Linked DNA regions of Zea mays: region 2 is linked to region 1. Evidence: chromatin contacts called from public Hi-C data. All regions are on one chromosome and are shown on one strand. The core of a region is the stretch at or near the end of the contact, and the rest is flanking DNA. Distances in the headings are between cores, read along the strand shown. Region 1 holds the start of LOC100275460. Region 2 has its middle 21 kb from the start of LOC100282913.

Region 1 (3,093 bases), core at 336-2,835:
GTGCACCTGACAGCACAAACGAAATTGAGCATTGCAGACGCAGAGGAGGAGGAGGACTGGACAGCCATGGGCATGCATGGATTTTGTACCTGCTCTATCATGGGCAGGAACTGGCTGGCCGGCTGAAAGAGAACGCCGCCTCCTTTGGCCTGTGAGCCACACACATAGGACAGACAGAGCGAGATAAGTATCTTGGGGTGGCCGGAGAGGATGCAGGGACAAAGGTTGGAATGGATGGGTACCTTGGTGTGCCGGGACCCTTTGGCGGGGCCCTTGATGTCCATGCCGTGGCTGCCGGCGTAGTACAGCTCTGCCAGCTTCACGAATTCGAACACCTGCGACGACAGCAATCAGTGTTGAGCTTCATTCAGTGGCTGTGATCGACCATCGATAGTCGGTCCATGGCGCGCGCGCGCGCGTACCTTGTCGCGGCACCGCCCGCTCACGATCGCCGTCGGGAAGTGCTTGGCGACGCTCCGCACCGCCCGCCGCATCTGGCCGGGGGGGAAACAAAACGGCGTTGATCAGAGCCAGCCACAGGTGAATGGAGCAGGGAGGGGAGGGCGGGGACAGTACCGTGTCGGACATGTAGGCGGCGTCGGGGTCGTCGACGATGGGGGACAGCGTGCCGTCGTAGTCGAGGAACACGACGATCTGCTTCCCCTTGGACGCCGCTACCAGCTGGTCGAACATGGCCAGCGCCGACGGGTGTTTCACCTGCACGATCGGATTCGGATCCATCATCAGGGGGGACGCGCGACGATATCGGCACGGACAGCGATAATGCAGGGGGCGGACGCGGACGCACCATCCACGCGGCGTACCGCTCCTCTTCGACGCCCGCGGCGAGCGCGGCGGCCGCCTTGGCGTGGGTGGGCGAGGACGCGCGCATGGACTCCACCCAGCCGCCGATGCGCCCGGCGCCGGCGCCCATCTGCAGGCACTTCTTGCGCACGGCGACGCCCGGCGCGGCCCGCGGCGGCGGGTACTGGAACAGCGGCGCCGAGTTGGGCGGTACCGCCACGGCCGCTTCAGGCACCGGCACCACCATGCCCTGCTTCGTCATCGAGAGCTCTGCCTCTTGGTCAGGCAAGCCGCTACGCTACTTGATCTCGATGGAAGGAAATCCTTGGGTGGCAGGCAAGCAACAGCTAGTGGTGGCGAAGCGAGCGACTCTGTCTGTCCTCGGTGCTTGCAGCTGCAGGGCCTGGCCTGGGAGAGCAGAGCAGAGCAGAGCAGAGGTGGGAGAAGGTGCGAGGAGAACCGGAGGAGGAGGGTGTGTGTAGTGTAGAAGACGGGGAGAGGACGGCCGTTATTTATAGTTGGGGTTGGGGGGCGCCAAGCCTCCCTAGAGCACGACGCGAATCTGTAGACGTGGGGCCCGCGGCGGTGCCCGGTGCTGGGCCCCGGATCGGCGTGGGACCCGCCGCCACACCAAGGGACCGGGCCCGGCCGGCCTCTGGATCGCCGAGAGGCCCCGGGCTATGGGCTCTGGCTCCTTGGCACAACGACCACCACCAACCCGGCCTGTGCTCCAGGTCCCACCCCAGGTGGCCCGCACGAAGGAGAAGGAACATCCGTGGGCACTGTGGAGTATATTACCGCGACTGAACATATGTCGCCTTCACCGCCTGTTACGGACCTGCAGTCACGCGCTGAAGGCGATCAACCAGCCAGGGCCCAGGAGTTACCTTCCTCGGCCGCGCGCGCGCACGCTGGTTCAATTCAACGAATCGGGACGGCGGCCGGGGTGTTGCGCAGCTTAGCTTAGCTAGCGGCCGCGCGGGCCATCCGGTGGGCGACACCGCGAGCCCCGGCCCCCGGGGCGCGGACGCGTGTGCGCCGTGCCACCCCGCCCCACGCGGCCCCGCCCCTGCTCTCGTGACGACTGACGACGCCCCCTTCCCCTCCCCTCCCTCGTGGCGGCACTCCTGTGGGCGCGCGGACACGACACCCCGTGGCCGCTTCCGCTGGCACGCACGTCCGATCCCTCACTGCTGCTGGTCTGCCGCGCGCATCGCATGCTACCGATCCGCCACCCCCCCCCCCCCCCCCCCCCCCCCCTTCTTTCGCGTGTCCGCTCTCGCGTCGTGTGCCTGCCCTGCCTGCGTGATTCGATGCAGATCTCTGCAAGCCCGGCCGGCCCTTGTCTCCTAGCCTGTTTTCTTTCGTCCTCCGCGCGCAGGGGCTAGCTGCGCCGACGACCGGACCGGCCGTCCTCGTTGATTTGTTTGGTGCATGCCGCATGCGGCATCTGTGCTGCCCTGCCCGTGCCCGGCATATCGGCCCATGCATGCAGATGCAGTGCAGGCATTCAGAGCACAGACCGCGACAATGCCATCATGCATTGCATTGCTTTGCTTTGCTTTGCCTGCCTCCACGTACACCAACGGCCGGTCCCCGTGCTGCCTAGGGTGCCTCCTAGTACCTAGTAGCTACGGTTAGTAGCTAGGCTAGCAGTACATGCATGTCTTATGGTGACACTTGCAACAGCGACGGCACGACGGGCCGGGATCCTGTCCCTGTGCCGAGAGCCACGCGCTGTACGTACGTGCCACCGAAACGAGGGTGCCGACACCGCTGGTCGTCGGATCTGTCCCTGCAGCTCCTCTGTTCCTGTAGCTGGAGTAGCCTGCGACCAACTATTACCTGTCCATTCACCATTCGCACACAGGCCGTGTCGTGTCGATGCACCGGCAGCCGGGGGCTAACGACGGAATGCGCGCGGAGGGCGTACGTGCATGTGTGTGTGTATGCGACGACGTACGCCCGTGCACTGTCGCCGCCCAGTGACACGCATATAGCAGAGAGGCCGGGAGACCGGCCGACGGTCGATGAACATGGACAACGCAAACGAATGTACGGCTGCTGCTGGCAGGGATGACACGTACGTACGAAAGGCCAAGGCTTGGAGTTTGTATGCGACGGAGCGGTGCCATGCACGCACACGGTTTTGGTTGGCCAATGTGGACCATTTGTCGGCGACACGTAGCGTCCGTACATGACTTCTCCTTTTTTCCCGTATTCCTTTCGTATACGCGCTTTTTTTATTCCTAACAAGGTCGGTGTAGGACAAACAAGTACTCGTGTACC
Region 2 (3,212 bases), core at 57-2,556, 91 kb before region 1:
CCACCACGCCGCAATGCCGTTGCCTCCTCGCCACCGGCCTGTCTGCCCCCTCATCTCCGCTCCACCGGCCGACCGGCCTCCCTCTCCTCTTAGCGGATGAATGGATGGACGGCTGCAGGCTGCCTGTCTGTCTGTCTCAGGGAGTTAGGGTTAGCCGGTTAGGGTTAGGTGAATAGGAATAGGACAACCCAACAATGAGTCCCACTGCCTTTGGGCTTTTTTTTGCTTTGCTTCATGGGCCCAAAACACAACATGTGAAATTGTGAATTAATATTTCGGGTATCCAGTGGATACCCATGGGTAAAATATACTATCCGTACCCTACTCGACGTATTTCGGGTACCCGACCCGACATGATCTACGGGTGAGTTTTCTAACCCATATCCATGTCCATCGGGTACGAAACCCGTGGGTATCCATACCCACGGGTCCAATTGCCATCCCTAGGAGGGTATGTCCGCACAAGGTTAATGAATGTGGGGAAAAAATAAATCTAAACTGGGCTCCCGCAGCAAGGGATATTGTTGGGCTGCTAAGCTGAATGTTACACAGCTACGGGCAGCTGAACAGTGGGCCGGCGTGCAGCATGCCCATGGGCAGAAAACAGAGCAGAGCAGGCTGCACGTTTTAGGCGAACGGCATTTTTTCCGCTGCCAAGCCAGCCGCGCCATGTGTTCAACAAGTGAGCACAACAACAAAAAAAAAAAAAATCCTTAATTATCATAAACAAAGCCATGAAAAAAAATTCTGTGATAAAGTACCCTCAAAGTTTTTTTATAAAAATATTGGATATGCTTTGCGCTAATATTTTTGGTCTGGACCGCCTTTTCTTGAAACGAAACACGCGCGTACAAGACCACAAAAAGTATAAACAAGTTCTCCACTCTAGGTTTATTACCGCTACCGGTCGACACGTGCACCTCTTGCGCAACGCAAAGCATACATACGTACATGCTTTTAAAGCAAACTGTACGTGAGATCGATGTGCCATTGGAATTCGAACAAAGACGTACAAAAGGCCGATCGACACAATGCAAAATAAAGAGACGGGCAAGCCAACCCGCTTGCTTCCGGGACGCGACTCGCGCCTTTTTCTAGCTTGAGGGCTGATTTTTCCTAGCTTCTTCCTCGCTCACGCACGAACGCTGCTGTATCTCTCTCTCTATATATATATATTCCTTTACAGCAACCACAGTTTTGTTTATGCAACAAAGAAGGCCGGCCGGGAGAAGGACAGTGACGACGACTGATCACTACACTACACGCTGCAATATCTCTGCAGGTCGTCCGTCAGTGGACATGCATGCATCTCCGTACGTACCCTCACGTTTATTTGCTACGAGTACACCACAACCAGATCGAGCTCTCCAGTGCTAGCTGCAACTGAAAGCGCGCGTCCTTTTCATTCGGGCCTAATATTCGCGCGTGAGGGAGGCTCACAATCATTAACCCAGCTCAGTGGGAATAAACGTACGTACGTACGTCGTTGTTGCTGGTTCCTAGGCTCTAGCTAGCCTGAATTGTGCACATACATACATGCATGAGATGCTCTAGATTGTTTAGCTGTAGATTGGCCACTCGATTTCCCTGGAAGCATGGATACATATGCTTCTGATTTTTTTCTCTTTGTCGATGGTTCCACGTACGGGGCCCGGCCGGGGAAGAAGGGAAATTAAACTGTGCGTGTGTGTGCTTTCGCGCGCGAAAGCAGCAGCCCAACAACCAGTAGAGTGGAATCCAGCTCCGCCTGCATTCGAATCGATCGATCGATCGACGATCCCACATGGCTGGCTGTGGTGGCTAGCTAGTACGTGTAGTGTGTCTATCTAGTGGCGCGGGGCACCTCTCTCAATCCCCAGCATTGGTAGCTACCTATACTAATTAATTGGCTCCGAAAACGATATCCTCCTAGGAGGGGGTGGTGGAATGATTTGTCATTACCGGAGATTCCACTTTGGTCCGGCCCCTTTCTGATGTTGGCTGCTGTGATCCAAGGAGGCCAATGGTGGTGCAGGATTATATTGGATCATCTTGATTTTAAGCTTACTTATTTTCTTCTTCCTTCTACGATCCTGTGTGAATCTAGCTAGTACAGGGCGTGGGTGGCCGGGTGGTAGCACTTGTTCTCGTCGCTGCATAGGATGCATGCCTGCACGCTTCAGCCCATGCATGTAATAATAATGATTCTTCAGTGCTACAGCTTCGTGTGTGTATATATATTGGCTATTGGTAGCCCTGTGCTTCCAAATATATGGTGGAAGCCCCAGTCACCCCTGCACCACTCGACAGCGACACACATATATATACACGCACCTATGTCTGATCAGAGTGTAGCGAAACCGTCAAGATTATTCTAGCTTCAGTGCCTAAGTCTCGCCTTAGAAACAGCGACACACTTAAATAATCCGAATAAACGGTCAGACCGTCGGGTCTAGTCCGATCAAACCACTCATTAAGGATCGAATACCACTTGCTCACGTGAAGGTTAGACACATAGAAATACAATAAAGCATAAAATCACATATTAATGGAGTACTTGAGTTATTACATGAAACGGAGTTCAACAATAAGAAACATTGCTTCTAGTGCAGCGTATATCAACTAACGATGATAACTGGGGAGTAGGGCGAAGCCTGGCCCACTACTCCTCCTGGTCCTCTCTTGCTGAAGCAGCATCCACTCGATTGTCCAACCCCGGTGGCAGGGTGACCGACCAAGTCACACCATCAACCATTTCTTGTAAGAGACATATAAAATTGTGCCTCAAGCAAGGCTGAGTATACTAATACTCAGCTAGACTTACCCAGTGTGAGGAGTCTACTCCTCTGCCTCTAGACCATGAAAGTTATTTTACTGAGGGGATTAGTTTGGCAAAAGCACTAGCTGAGTCTAAGTCAAGTTTTAACTTTTTCAAGTTCTATGATATTCCTTAAACTAGGTTTGCCTCCTTCTAATCGTACATGGTAACAAGCAATTAAGGTAATCAAGACTTTATCTCAAAAACCTCATTTTACTTCTTACTCAATGCAGTACAATGGGTCAAGCAGTCTCATTAGCTACGAGAAGTAGGTGATTCCAATCGAGTTTTAACCTTGCAAGCGTCCCCACACACATAAGACGTCCCCATCGATTCACCGGTAATAGAATAGGCCCACTTCCCTAGGGTACAATGCTCCAGCCCCATAGACCCAGCCGTGCGGTGACCGCACTTG

The links. A called contact is a pair of places that touch in the nucleus more often than the background predicts.
Region 2: a Hi-C map of leaf shows a contact between it and region 1, with 6 times the contacts expected there. The contact joins the enhancer-like site here to the promoter of LOC100275460 in region 1. A contact is called at or near these places in 12 of 25 Hi-C or Micro-C datasets (bundle sheath, ear, endosperm and 3 more) and 1 of 3 datasets of contacts at active chromatin or transcription factors (leaf).

Annotation. Positions count from the first base shown.
Region 1 is chr1:222,674,257-222,677,349 of Zm-B73-REFERENCE-NAM-5.0, reverse strand. LOC100275460 reads right to left here and starts at 1,585. Exons shown (of 8, transcript XM_035964242.1): 1 at 809-1,585; 2 at 577-717; 3 at 423-494; 4 at 243-335; 5 at 90-149; 6 at 1-6. The coding sequence starts at 1,066.
Region 2 is chr1:222,764,840-222,768,051 of Zm-B73-REFERENCE-NAM-5.0, reverse strand. No RefSeq gene overlaps it. Among protein-coding and RNA genes, the nearest start is that of LOC100282913, 21 kb to the left of the region's middle. Within about 2 kb of position 1,306, at least 15 of the 20 cell types and tissues checked have an H3K27ac peak or open chromatin away from gene starts, as enhancers often do. A contact at or near this core is called in bundle sheath, ear, endosperm and 2 more, where this site is marked.